Regions from separate parts of the Mus musculus genome. Here regions 1 and 3 are each linked to region 2. A link is a contact called in public Hi-C and HiChIP or PLAC-seq data. All regions are on one chromosome and are shown on one strand. Each heading gives the region's core, a stretch centred on a gene start, on an enhancer-like site or on the middle of the called end of the contact. The rest is flanking DNA. Distances are from core to core; before and after follow the strand shown.

What was found. A called contact is a pair of places that touch in the nucleus more often than the background predicts. HiChIP or PLAC-seq counts read pairs in DNA pulled down with a chosen protein or histone mark.
Region 1: a contact with region 2 is called in a Hi-C map of the N1E-115 cell line, with 4 times the contacts expected there. The contact joins two enhancer-like sites. A contact is called at or near these places in 2 of 484 Hi-C or Micro-C datasets (the HL-1 cell line and the N1E-115 cell line) and 2 of 115 datasets of contacts at active chromatin or transcription factors (extraembryonic endoderm stem cells and pancreatic cancer cells).
Region 3: a contact with region 2 is called in an H3K27ac HiChIP or PLAC-seq map of embryonic stem cells, with 2.4 times the contacts expected there. The contact joins two enhancer-like sites. A contact is called at or near these places in 1 of 484 Hi-C or Micro-C datasets (the AML12 cell line) and 1 of 115 datasets of contacts at active chromatin or transcription factors (embryonic stem cells).

The regions. Positions count from the first base shown.
Region 1 is chr7:139,305,984-139,310,761 of GRCm38.p6, reverse strand. No RefSeq gene overlaps it. Among named protein-coding and RNA genes, the nearest start is that of Gm32486, 11 kb to the right of the region's middle. Within about 2 kb of position 2,046, at least 71 of the 459 cell types and tissues checked have an H3K27ac peak or open chromatin away from gene starts, as enhancers often do. A contact at or near this core is called in the N1E-115 cell line, where this site is marked.
Region 2 is chr7:138,917,482-138,921,874 of GRCm38.p6, reverse strand. No RefSeq gene overlaps it. Among named protein-coding and RNA genes, the nearest start is that of Bnip3, 10 kb to the right of the region's middle. Within about 2 kb of position 2,179, at least 284 of the 459 cell types and tissues checked have an H3K27ac peak or open chromatin away from gene starts, as enhancers often do. A contact at or near this core is called in the N1E-115 cell line and embryonic stem cells, where this site is marked.
Region 3 is chr7:138,453,562-138,458,419 of GRCm38.p6, reverse strand. No RefSeq gene overlaps it. Among named protein-coding and RNA genes, the nearest start is that of Tcerg1l, 58 kb to the right of the region's middle. Within about 2 kb of position 2,904, at least 8 of the 459 cell types and tissues checked have an H3K27ac peak or open chromatin away from gene starts, as enhancers often do. A contact at or near this core is called in embryonic stem cells, where this site is marked.

The sequences.
Region 1 (4,778 bases), core at 797-3,296, 390 kb before region 2:
CTGAGAGCTAAGGGCCAGGGGGGGCGGATCTGTGGGGCTGCTTGTTCTTGGCTGGAACAAGCTGATAGAGGCTGGATTGTTCTTGCTGACACTGAGTGGAGCTTAGAGGCCACACAGGGGCTGTGATCCTAGGGGTGGACAGCTCTGGCATGAGTCCAGAGACTTCAAAGGCACAGGGCTTTCATTGGCAATGGGCCTCCCAAAGAGTGTTCTGGACATGAGGCCGTTAATGAGCCTCGCAGATGGGGAATGATGGCTGATGTAGGAATGGGAGGGGTGCTTACTGCATGGTGTTCTGAGCACAGCACCTGAAGCAAAGGGCAGGGCAGGATGCTGCCATTAGGCCATTGCACTTGGTGTCTGCTCTCACAGAAGCCGGGGGGGGGGGGTATCTGCAGGGCCTTTATATCTCTGTTTGCTGGCTTGTTTGTTTTGAAGCAGTCTCCTATTGTAGACTAGACTGGCATCAAACTCACAGAGATCCACCTGCCTCTGCATCCTGAGTGCTAGGATAAAAGGCTTATACCACTATACCCAGCCTCATGATCACTGGAACCCCTGGTTTCTGCTCAACTTAGCCTCATTAGCCCCCAAGTCTTTTGGTCTGATAAGAGTGGGTAGCCTGTAGGAGCAGATAGAGAGGCTCTAGGACTGAGAGTACCATAGCTTATGCCTATAATTCTAGCCCTTGGGTGGCAGAGTCGGGAAGATCCCAAGTTCTAGACCAGCCTAAACTACATAGAGAGACCTGACTCAAAAACACATGGAGAGGAGTGGGCATGGTAGCACATGCCTTAAATTCCAGGCAGGGGGAGATAAGCAGATTTTTGTGAGTTTGAAGCTAGCCCAGTCTATACAGAGAGTTTCAGGGTATCCAGGGCTATATAGTGAAACCCTGCCTCAAAAACAGCATTCACACACCCATAGAGAGAGGCAGAAGATGGGGGAGGGGAGTTAGGGAGAGGGCTAGAGGAAAGAAGGAAGGAAGGAAGGAAGGAAGGGAGGGAGGGAGGGAGGGAGGGAGGGAGGGAGGAAGAGAAGGAGGGAGGGAGGGAGGGAGAGAGGGAGGGAGGAAGGAAGGAAGGAAAGAAGGAAAGAAAGAAAGAAAGAAGGAAAGAAGGAAAGAAAGAATGAAAGGGGAGGAGGCTTTGCTCTGGTCTAAGCTATATCTGGCAAGGGACTGGGAACTGAGGCTCCTAGGTTTCTACATATGACTTTTCCAAGCCAGGCCTGTACAGAGGGACCTGGGGCTGGTGCCAGGAAGGAGGCAGCTTGGGCTAGTGGTTCCCTGGGCTGCCATGGGTGGAGATTCTCTGTGCTTAAGATCCTCATGGTCTCTTTCATATCTCAGAGCAAGGAGGTCCTGAGAGGTCAATATGGCTCAGAGCCCCAGCCGGCAAGTGGCTGACTCTTGGTCCTGCCTGGGGAGTGGGAGGGGCCTGCCTTGGCCTGCAGAGCATCTTGGAAGCTTCTGGGCTGGGGCAGGCCCAGGCTCCTTTAGACTCCTGGCCAGAGAAGAAAACCAGATGGGCTGACTCAGGACAGGCCTGGCTGCTTCCTTTCCCACCGCTAGGGCCAGCAGTGAGTGCTCTCCTAAGACAGTGACCTCAGCAGTTATATCAACTCCAGGAGGCCTGTGCCCAGGGACTGAAGTAGGGACATACATTCCATCCATCCTGCTGTGGAGTTGGGGGTAACCTTCTGAGCCCCAGGCCCCCTGATGTGGCAGTGGGCTTTCTGAGACACTGAGACTGAAAGAGAGGAGCCAGGAGACCAAGGCCAGCTTAATCACTTCCGAGGAGCTAATTGGTTAGACTGTGGGACTCAGTTTCCCTTTTCATCCTCAGCAGCATTGACCTAATGGTCTGGATTAACTCACAAATTAAAAGTTCCTCTAACTGGTTTGCCCCAGGCCTGTCCCAGACCCACTTGTGTGTGTTCCCTGGTTCTGCTTGCCCGTGACTGGTTGTTCCTTCAGGCAGAGTAGACAGTGTGGTGTTTCTTTGGACATTTGCTGGAGGACAAGGGCCATTCCTGGGCCAACCTCAAGATGGCTCTGTTCCGTACAGTGAGGCCAGCTTCCCTCTTTCTGGGAGTTTCCAGGCTTGGAAGAACATGCTGGCTTTCGGCTCAGCCAGAGAACATGAGGAGTTGGCTGGGGCTGCAACGGCCCTTCCAAATATGTAGGCAGGGCTGGGCAGCCCCAGCGTGGCTCTCTGGGGGCCTCCAGGAGGATGCAGGGGTATCAGGAGTGTCATTTTTCCAAACATGGACAATGCCAGACCTGTTGGGTCCACGTTGCCCTGTCAAGCCTGCTCCTGGGCCTCTCACAACTGAAGAAAGGAGTTGTCCCACAAAGCTCTGGGGGTATGGGGACAATATGAACTGCCCTGAAGGAGACACTATACTCTTGTTCCAATGGAGGTAGGCTGTGAACAGACTGGGGCACAGGGCTACCAAACTGGCGTTACATGGTGTTCCTACCTGGTGTTACATGGTATCTGGTGCTGGCTGGTTTGTTGAGGTGATAAGGTCCTGGGTGACGTGTCTTTTTGTTTGTTTAGTTGGTTGGTTTGGTTTGGTTTGGTTTGGTTTTTTTTGAGACAGGGTTTCTCTGCATAGCCCTGGCTGTCCTGGAACTCACTCTGTAGACCAGGCTGGCCTCGAACTCAGAAATCTGACTGCCTCTGCCTCCCAAGTGCTGGGATTAAAGGCGTGCACCACCACGCCCGGCCTCTGGTTGATGTGTCTTTGACAGCACTTAGATTAAGGCTATCAGCCACGAGAGGTCCAGGGTTGGTAGCTCCTGCAGTTCTTTCTGACTACTACCAAGAAGGGGACTAGTGGCCACTACTTGTCCCATTGCCTACCACTACACCTGCCAGGGGAAAGCCTCAGAAGTAACTAGGCAAGTAACAACAACAACAACAACAGCACACTAGCACTGTCAGTATTTAGAACCCTCCCAGGGCCAGGGCTCCTTCTTTAAGGATGACACACCCTTCCAGGGACAGGACACCCTCCCAAGATGAGGATATCTTCCTCAGGGCCAGAATACCCTCTCAGGGATGAGATGTCTCCCAGGGCTAGGATATCCTCCCAAAGGCACAACATCTTCCTAGGAGCAGGACGCCATCCAGGGTATAACACTCTCTTACAGTTAGGACAGCCTCCTGAAGTGTTCTGGCTGCCTAGTTTTCTGGTACATCCAGGGGATGCTTGTACCCCCATCTCCAGTCAGGTCTCTAGATGCTCCCAGCCCCACTGTCTTTCCCCAGACCCCTTTCCTAGTGAAAACAAAGTAGGGAGGGGAGAAGTCAGATGACTGAGGGAAAGGGGCAGCTTCCCCCACCCACCCTGTGGCATAATGAGTGCCTAACATGCTTCCTTCCCCCGGTAGGTCTAACACAAAAGGAGGGAGAAGAATCATAGGTTGTCACACATGGCAGCCTTCCATTAGGGAGCTTCCTGAGCCATGGTCCCCAGCGGGAGCCCTGGACAGTGCTGTCTCATGATACTTCCTGCTCAGCTTACCCTGGGAGTAGGTCAAGTAATGGTCCAGACTTTGCCCATGAATTCTAGTGTTCACCCAAGGGTGTCAATGACTATCCTCAAGAGGGCAGCAGGCTATTTCCCAGGCCCTTAAGTCCCTGCCAGTCAGTGTCCCCTCAAGTGCCAGTGGCCACTCTGAATGTTCACCATTGGTGGGAGGGACCCCATCAATTGCTTATGTCGTGTAATGATGCTGTATCCTGGAGACCCAGGCTGCTCCCAGGCACTAGGAGGTATTCAAGGGAGAGTTACTCCTCTGTTTTGACATTCCCTTCCCTGGAGAGATGTAACAACATCAGCCTTCTCCTTATAAGGTACCAATGACAAACCAAAGTTCACCCTGGGGAACCAATCAGTTTCTTAGGATTACTTGAGAGTAGGGATGAGGAATCACCGGCCAGAGTGTGGATCACCCTAAAAAGCTGCATTAGAAAATCAGACCCTGCCAGACAGTGGTGGCGCATGCTTTTAATCCCAGCAATCGGGAGGCAGAGGCAGGAGGATTTCTGAGTTCGAGGCCAGCCTGGTCTACAGAGTGAGTTCCAGGACAGCCAGGGCTATACAGAGAAACCCTGTCTCAAAAAACCGAAAGAAAGAAAGAAAGAAAGGAAGAAAGAAAGAAAGAAAGGAAGAAGAGAAAAGAAACCCCCCCCCAAATTAGACCCCAGCATAAGTGATGGCTTCCCATAGCCACAGAGATAAAGGCCCTTTCAGGTAGCCTTCTCCAGCCTATATGATCTCCACCTCCCTGCTATTAGGTTGGAAGAAGAATGGAGTCTCAGGTAAGAGTCCTCTCACCCTCCCCACACCCTCTTTCCATAAAGAAATATCAGCAATCAACTAGTGGGGTTGTGACAGTCTCTTGTAAGCAAGGAAACACACAATGAATATAGTGGTTGTTTTGCTGGGAGGCTAACATTCTAAAGTACCTTCCTGTCTACACAAGTGCCCAGGTTCCCTGCCTACATACATCTGCACAGGTGCCCATCGCTCCACCTGCACAGGTCCCTATTCCCCTGACTACACAGGTGTCCACTTTCCTGTGTGCTCCTGGCTTCCCCACATGCACAGGTGTCCACCCCTGCCTTCTCCTGAGTCTTCTTTTCTCCTTTGTTGGTCCTTCTCTGGCTGAAGCCTAATCCTGCTCCATTGGCTCTGTTTTTGTTCCACAGCCTTTCTGCTAGTATTTCCTTTTTTGGGGAGCACATCCCCACGGCCCAGCCTCC
Region 2 (4,393 bases), core at 930-3,429:
AAGGAGTCAGGAGAAAATGCTTACTGCTCTGTCTGGGGCAAAGGGCCAGGCTGCGGCCTGGGCAGGGAGAGTCCTGCCAGGAGACTGGGGCAAGACTGGGTAGTAGCTGAGCAGGACAGATGTGGGAGAGTTCAGAGGAGGGTTGTGTGAGGAAGACTAGAGTCCGCATCGCCAGAACCTGCACACTCATATTCATGGAGGCCGTGGCGGTAACAGCCAAAGCTTGGAAGCGCTGAGGTATCCTTCAGGAGGCGAAGGAGTATACATCCTGTTGCACCCAGACAATGGAAGCGTGTTCAATTATGAGCTGCCAAGCCAGGAAAAGACATGGAACAATATTACTGGAAAACACCCGAGTTCAGTTCCCCGTACCCACATGTCAGCTCACAACTCTGTAACTTCAGTTCCAGGGGATCTGATGAAGATCCAGGGCGTCCTCCGGCGTCCTCTTCCATGTCCACTTCATGCATCTGAGGTACAGATGGACATGCATGTAGGCATAACACTTACCCATACCCATGAAAAAAAATCTTGAATATAAAACAGAGAATACATGTCTAGGCTGAGCATGATGGCACACACCTTTAATTCCAGCACCAAGGAAGTGGTGACAGGCCAATCTTTGTGAGTTCAAGGCCAACCGGATCTACATGAGTTGCAAACTAGGCGGGGCTACATAGTGAGACCCTTTCTAACATAAACAAACAAACAAACAAAACAAATACTGAGAGAAGCCAGACTGAAAAAGTTATGCTGTAGGCTCCTATCGGTGCCATTCTGGAAAAGATAAGTCTGTAGAGAAAGGAAAAAAAAAAAAGTGGTGTTACCAGGGGGTGGGATGTTGAGACAGAGGGCAGGGACTTAACACGGTAATCCATTCTGCATGAGTCAGGTCCAGAGAGCAGGCAGCAAAAGCAACATGGACCACAGGTCCACTGGTGACTCCATAGTTGTGTGGTTTAACAAAGAAAAACGCTCTGGTGAGGATCCTGATAGAGGAACTCGTGTGTACGTGTGTGTGTGTGTGTGTGTGTGTGTGTGTGTGTGTGTGTGTGTGTATGTGTATATGTATGTGTGTATGTATGTGTATGTGTGTGTGTATGTGTTTGTATGTGTGTGTATGTGTACATGTGTGTGTATGTATGTGTGTATTTATGTGTGTGTATGTGTATTTATGTGTGTGTATGTATGTGTGTGTATGTGTACATGTGTGTGTATGTGTGTGTATGTGCATGTGTGTGTGTATGTGTGTGTGTGTAGGGGGTGGTCAGGGGCATTTGGAAAATCTTTCTCCTTGATGCTTACTCTTTCTACAAAACTGAAAAGTTTGTCTTTGTAAAATAAGCATATGACAGGGCTAGGAGTGTGGTAGAGTGTAGTAACCAAGCATCAACAAAGCCCTGGTTTGATGCCCTAGCACCCCATGTACTGGGTGTGGTCACACTCTGATCCCAGTACTCAGTAGGTAGAGGTAGGAGCATCAGAAGTTCAAAGTCATCCTCCACTACGTTGTGAATTCGTGACCATTTTGGGATACAAGAGCTCCTGTCCTATTTCAAACAAACAAACAAACAAACAAACAAACAAACAAAAAGGCAATTCTTCCTGAGCCGGCACGGTGAGACATGACTGTGATCCTGGCACTCTGGAAGCTGAAGCAAGAAGACTGATTGCAAGTTCAAGATCAACTGGGTTATATATTAATACTGTCACAAACAAACAAAAAAAGTGAGACAAGAAATCAAGCAAGCAGACAAACAAACGTAAAAAGGAATGACAGAAACTTGCCTCAAGAGATCAAGGTCAATTGAAATGTTCCAGAAAGAGGAAAAAAGAGACACTTTCACTGGGGCTGGCGACTGCCTAGTGCCATCTTCTGGCTCACAGCCACCTTGTATCTACCTTTCCTCCCTATAAAAGCCCTTTCTTCCTTAAGATAGTCTCCTCCCATTTCCTCGCGCCAGGACCACCAAGTGGCGATATGGCTACGGGCATGGGTATGGGCGTGTGCCCTGAGAGGCTACACGACAGAGTGCTGTTGGGCACGTTTCGTCCTGAGACAGTTGTTGGCATGTTGGTCTCAGGCCACCTGACCTGTTACTCCACTTCTGCAATCTCTGTGAAGCAGGCCTGGAGCTATTGCCTCACCGACCGACCAAGGACAAACAACAGCGGCGGCCACAGCCCAGCGCACCCTGACGGTCCTTGGGGATACTGTCCAGCCCCAGCTCGGCTGTGCCTGACTCTCGGAGCCTGAGCTGCTTCCTGTTTTGAACGTTCTCTGGCGAGTACAGTTCAGGCTTTTATCAAAGTACACGCTGCTTTCCTTCCCCGGGGATCTCACTTTGCAGCCAACTGGGACGCTGCACAAGTACACTTGGGACCTAAAGCGTGTGCATGTTGTTTACAATTCTGAAGATTTCATCACGCCAGTTTCTAAAAATAACTTGGCGTGGCATAGGCGTCACTGTGAATTCCTGGAAAAGTGGGTGTTTTCCTAGAGGAGGGAAGGAGGCAGAACAGAGTGGTCAGTACAGCCTGATGCAGGAGGCTCCTGCCAGAAAGGCAAGGCGGAAGCCACTCAGAGGGCTCCTTGGAGCTGAACTGCCCTTCCTACCTCCACATCAGAGGCAGAACTCCTGCTAACAGCCAGCAGGGGCTGAATTCATTTCAGGTTCCCACCTCTGGTTTATTTCACTACAGAGAAATAAACATCCTCTTTATAACCCCTTCTCCCCAATGCCCCGGGACTTCTCCCAGCTGGGTCAAAGTCACATTTGTCACTTCTGCCACCTTTGGCTCATACACCCTATCTTCTTTTTGCTTGGGTCCTCACTATGTAATTATTAGGCCATGGCCAGTGTGGCCATGCAAACCCTCAGTATTATTCTGGCTCTTTATACAGGAAAAGTGCACTGTTTATCAGAGAGGGCTACTGTGAAGGTTAGTTTTATTATTTATTTATTTATTTATTTATTTATTTTTAAAAGATTTATTTATTTATTATATGTAAGTACATTGTAGCTGTCTTCAGACACTCCAGAAGAGGGAGTCAGATCTCGTTACGGATGGTTGTGAGCCACCATGTGGTTGCTGGGATTTGAACTCTGGAGCAGTCGGGTGCTCTAACCCACTGAGCCATCTCACCAGCCCTTTTTATTATTTTTAAATCACTTTTTGGTGTGTCTATGTCTATGTAAGCGTGTGCCATATGGGTGCAGGGTCCTCTTGGATTAGAGTTGTAGGTGATTTATGATCTATCTGATCTGGTCCTGGGAACCAAACTGGAGTCCTCAGTAAGAGCAGCAAGTTTTTAAATTGCTGAGCCATTTCTCCAGGGCCCCCTTCCTTAAAAAGTTTTATTTTATGTGCACATGGGTGTTTTGCCTGTATGCATGTACGCACATCACATATGTGTATTGCTTATGTGTTGTGGGACGTAATAAAAAATGGTATCATCCCACGCAATACACAGCTGCTCTCTGTCCCCAACGGTCTTGCCACCTCTAAGCCAGCCCCAGGTTCCGGATTGCCTGCCTCAGAGCCTCTTGTACCTTCTCAGCATCCACCCCCTAGGCTAGTTATCACAAATTCCCTTAATCAGTAAATCAAAACTCTAGAAGCTTATAATTAATCAGTCAGATTTATATATCAATAAATTCTCAATTCACAAGATGCCCACACAATAATTTCAGAGCCAATTGATAATGATACAAGCTGCCCGCCTAGATTAGATGTTATCTCAAGTATTCTTTCCTTTTATGATTTTTTTTTTTTTTTTTTTTTTTTTTTTTGGTTTTTCGAGACAGGGTTTCTCTTTAGCCCTGGCTGTCCTGGAACTCACTTTGTAGACCAGGCTGGCCTCGAACTCAGAAATAATCTGCCTGCCTCTGCCTCCCGAGTGCTGGGATTAAAGGCATGAGCCACCATGCCCGGCCCTTTTATGATATTTTAAAGCCACACAGAATCTGGATTGTCTTTCTCTTTCTCCATCTTCCTTCCTTCTCCTCTCTGTCCGCTCTCTTCCATCTCTAAAAATCCTCACCCGTCTTCCTTCTCCACTGCCCAGTCACAGGCTTCTTGTTGTATTACTACTTAAATTCATTGGGGGAAAATTCTGCTACACTTATGGAGGCTAGAAGAGGGCATTGGATCTTTTGGAACTGGAGTTACAGGTGGCTGCGAGCTGCCCCTGGGTACTGAACCCAGATCCTAGAAGATATAGTCTAGTGTTCTTAACTTCTGAGTCACCTCTCCAGCCACAATGGTTAATCTTACTTGTCAACTTGACACAATCTATAATCATCTGAGACCAGAGTCTCAGTGAGGAATTTGCTAGGTGGGGCTCGGCTTGTGGGGATGTCTGTGAGGGACTATCTTAAGTGCCTTAGTT
Region 3 (4,858 bases), core at 1,655-4,154, 460 kb after region 2:
GGCACAGAGCTCCTATAGGGAGTAGAGTGTCACTGCAAGGCGTCTGGCCAGAAACCCGGCTGCCAAAACAGGTTGTTATGCAAAGTTTCTCACTTAAAATATTTTGTGCTAGTTGCCGCTAGCATGGATTACTTCTTTCAGACAGTCTCCCAATTAGGATCCAGGATGACACGGCCTCAGTAAAGCTCCCAGCTCTTCTCTCGTCAATTAAAGCCTTCTACTCTCCTCTTCCATGTGGCCCCCCTTGGGATTAGGAATCTCCTTTCTCAGGTTAGCACAGAAGAGTAATGGATGCGTGCTGGCTGGGGGCTGATAAAGGCTGCAATGAATAACATTAGCTGCAGGGTGCTAGAGCTGCATCCCTCTCTGCAGCTACCCCAGAGATTATTAAACAGATACAACCAATTTTTCCAAACGCTCCTAACAGCCATACATTTCTCTAAGCTTTCGATGTATGCATCCTTTCTTCTCTGTGTGTTCATTTGTATCTATTTCCCCACATATCCTGTATGCCTCATAGTCAAATTGCCTTCTCTGCCACAGAAGGATCCTGTTGGTGCCATGGGCACGGGGTCTCAGTGTTAGCCGTTTTAGATGTTCCAGGGAGACCTAATGAGATGTGTCCAGGCAGCCCAAACTCAAGCCCGCAGAGCTGCGTAATTGACGGATCTGGCCTCTGGTCTAGACATAAAATACACACGATGCAAATGATTTCTGGAGGGAAGCAGTTTGCCTTTGTTTTTTGGTGGTGGAAAACCAGGTCAGAAAAGTCTGGAGAGGCTGAAGACAGGAGCCTAGCACAGCTGTCCTCTGAGAGGCCCTATCAGCAGCTGACTGAGACAGACGCAGATGCTTACACTCAACCATGGGACTGAAGTTGAGGACCCCTATGGCTGAATTAGGGGAAGGACTGAAGAAGCAGAAGGGGGGTTGACTTCAAAGGAAGACCAGCAGTCTCAACTTACCTGGACCCCTGTGAGCTCCCAGAGACAGAGCCACCAACCAGGCAGCATACATAGGCTGGTCCAAGGCCCCTGGCACATGTACAGCAGAGGACTGCCTGGTCTGGCTTCAGTGGGATGTACTTAGTCCTGGAGAACTTGAGGCCCCACGGAAGGGGAGGCCTGTTGGTGGGAAAGCACCCTCTTGGAGGCAAGTGGGCGGAGGGAGGATGAAAAACTGTGGGAGTGGGGACCAGGAGAGGGGGACAATGTCTGGAATGTAAATAAATAAAATACAATTTAAAAAGATAGAGAGTAATGGGGGTCCTTAAGAAGTTAAATACTGTCCAGCACACACATATAAGTGCATTCACAGAACTAACCCACAGACACACAGCGTTGAGTCCTTTCAAATGGTGGTTACCACAGTGGGATTGGGTGGACAGGATAACAGGCTGCCTGAGGAGATAGAGCATGAATACTCTGAGTCAGACAGGTCTGCTATGGGCCTAACCTGTGACCCTGCACCTACTTATGAAATGAGCTTGGAGAAGTTCAGAGGTAACCATGGATGACCCACAGGAAAGGATGGTTTGTGCAGTTAGTAAATCTACACTCCTGAGAGGGACAAAACATCTAAACCCTCTACACCCTCTGCTTCTTCACACCTGGACATGGACTCTTAGTCTAAGTGGGACTGACCCAGGGTACATGGAGCTTCTCTAGTCTTAAAGGCCCTCCAACCCTGAGGCATTTGTACGACTGTTATCTTCTCAGTCGCCATAGTGTTATGGTGACCAAAGTACCTAAATAAAAGCAAAATAAAAGAAAGTGTCTTGGTTGGGTTTTTGTCACTGCGATGTAACCAGATATCTGTTAAGAAAATGCCTCCATCAGATTGGCCTGTAGGCAAGTCTTTGGTGGCTTTTTCCTAATTAATGATTTGATACGAGAGGGCCCAGGCTACTGTGAGAAATGTTATCTCTGGATGGTGCTGAAAGGTTTTAGAAAGATGGCTGACCAACCTTGAGCCAAGGAACAAGCCAATAAGCAGTGTTTCTCTATGGCCTCTGTTTCAGTTCCCACCTCCAGGTGTCTGCTTTGAGTTCAGATCCAGACTTCCCTCCATGATGGGCTGTGGCACAGACGTGCAAGGCAAATAAGCCCTTTCCTCCCTGAGCCTGGATTTGTCATGGTGTTTATCACAGCAATAAAAAGCAAACTAGGAGACAGAGGGAGAAGGGTTTTTTCCCATTGTGCCAGGAAAGGCATGGCAGGAGCCTCTTCATTCATTTCTCAGGGATTGTACGGCAGAGATGGGCAATGGGCAAGAAGCAGATAAATCAATCAGGCTGGAAATACAGATGCCTGTGACCCTCAAAGGCCTTTACAGCTTTCTAAATAGCTCTGTAAGCTGGGGACTAAGTGATGAAATCATGAACCCGAGATATACATTTCAGATACAAACCATAATATTCCACTCATTGTTCCCCAAAGCTCACAGCCAGCCACCTCAAGACGTAGAACAGTCACTCTTGCTTCAAAAGTCCCCATAGTTTTAATAGTCCCAAAGTTGTTCAAAAGTCCAGTCTCTTCTGAACTGGGGGAAACTATTTTTTTCTTTCTTTTTTTTTTTTTTTCCTTTTTTCTTTTTGTGATGCTGGAGATTAACCTGTGGCATCCCATTCTGTCACAGAGAATGTCTTTGACCTTCTTCATCCTCTTTTACTTTGATTTTGAAAAAGGGTCTTGTTAAATTGTTGAGCCAGGTCTTGGACTTGTGATCTTCTTCTATCAGCCTCCTGAGATGCTGAGATGACGGGCTGGCACCGCTTGGCCTGGCTCAAGGCTGTGACCCCTGTAACATGAATGGGAGCATAGACATGGTATGCAACAGTACAGAGTGGACACCCTGACTCCAAGCAGGCCACGCCCTTTCCTGTGGAGCCAGGCTTTCACCTCTGTGTGTGTAGATGACTTGACTCTGTACCACCTCCCAACACTGTGTCTGTTGCTTCCTTTGCCTGCTCTCACCAGCAGATCCTGGTAAAGGGCATTCTTTGAGTCATGGTCAGTGAGACAAATGGGCATTCTCTTCATTATGTTATCACCTCACTTGTAAGACATTTGGGCTCCAGCATCTCCAGCAGCCTGGATCTATGGACACCCTCCATTGCTCTCCTAACTTTTCTTCATGTTCCCTTCCCAGCAGCATAAAGCAGTATTCAGCAAGCGAGAGTCAGGAGAGACAGTGGACATGTGTATTATCTTTGTTATTCCACCATAACCTCCTATGCAGAGGAATATCAACTCAGTGTTATTCTTAATAGAGTGCATTTCAAATTTGTTCAGTCAAACTTTGCCAGGGATCCAACGCCCTACTTAAAATTCAACTAGGAAGTTACCTATTCATCACTAATTAGCATTATAAAGTCAGAGCCTACAACTCAGGGCTTTTCTGTTAGTTGTTTACTAGGATAGAAAGGACAGTCTTATCCAGACACGGTTTACCATAAGAAAAGTTAGGGAATCCCACGGAGACAGGCTTTTTCTTTAGCCCTAAGAATTCAGGCAAAACTATTGAGCATAGATAAATTTACCTCAGGCCAGCCTTTTCTTTTTTCTTTTTCTTTTTATTAACAACAGGGAGGAGATGTAGCCTCCCCTCCCCCAGCCTTAATGGTTCCACTGTTTACACCTGGATGGAGCTTGGCGGCTCAATTGTTCTGCCATGCCCACTGCTGGAATCTGCCGCTTTGCTGTTCGGAGCCGTACATGTGGTCACCCTGCTACTGGACTCCAAGATTATTTGGCGGGAATCAGGCCCCTCCCCCTTCCTTCATAACGGAGTGCCGGAATCAGAGTGCCGGAATCGTAAAAATTAAACCTTAAGCAGAGACCTTTGTCTTGGTTCCTTCCTTATCTCACGCAGCCCAGCCCCTCTTCTCTTCCCGGTTTCCAAAATGCCTTTCCAGGCTAAAACCCAAACCTGTAATCTGCTGGCCAGACACAACACTATTCTTTAATAATTACTGGTGCACACACTGCTGTTTAGTATATGTGCTTAGAGCTGACCATTCAGAACTGGATAACTTGTTAGGGGAATTTTTCCTGGAGAAAAACGGCCTCTCCCTTTCTCCACCGCTATTGTTTGCTAGTAGTTCTTCATCTAGAAGGAGGACCTTGTGAGATTCCCCTATCTGTGTTGGTATGTCAACTGGTTGTGATCGTTATGTGGGTCTTTGCTAGGCAACCACAGTGTCGAGGTTTTATGGGTGTCCTTGTCATGTATAGAAGACACTACCTTCAGCAGATATCCTGGTTCTCTGGTTCTTAACAATATTTATATCTCCTTTCCCATGATCTTCCCTGAGCCTTAGGTGCACAGGCTGTATTGTAAATGTAACAATTGAGCTTAGGAATCCCGCAGACATTTATTGTCTACATTTTTACCAGCTATAGGTCTCAGTGGTCGTCTCCATTTGCTACAAATAGAATCTCTTTTGATGGGAGGTGAGTGGAGTGTGAAAGAGCCTCTGGTGAAAGGGCTATGGCTGAGCCCTGTAAAGTCAGTCCTGTAAAACAAAACAAAACTAAACTAAACTAAACTAAACTAAACTAAACTCTCCATCTGGGAGTCATCCCAACTGACCAGGGAACCGCCTTGTGTCTGGATATCTGGGAATTCCATGCAAATACTCATACCACAGCTCCTGGTAACCACTTTACTGCAATCTTTGAATATCTGACAGTTAACTGGAAGGTTTCCGAAATGTTACACCAGCAATGGAAAAGGTAGCAACAGTCATTTTCCTCAGTGTGAGCCAACCAGCAAGGGTAATTAGATGTCAACCACGAGACTCTATTTGGACAAGGCTATCTGATTTGCCTGGGAATGAGCAGAGCCCGTTTCATTA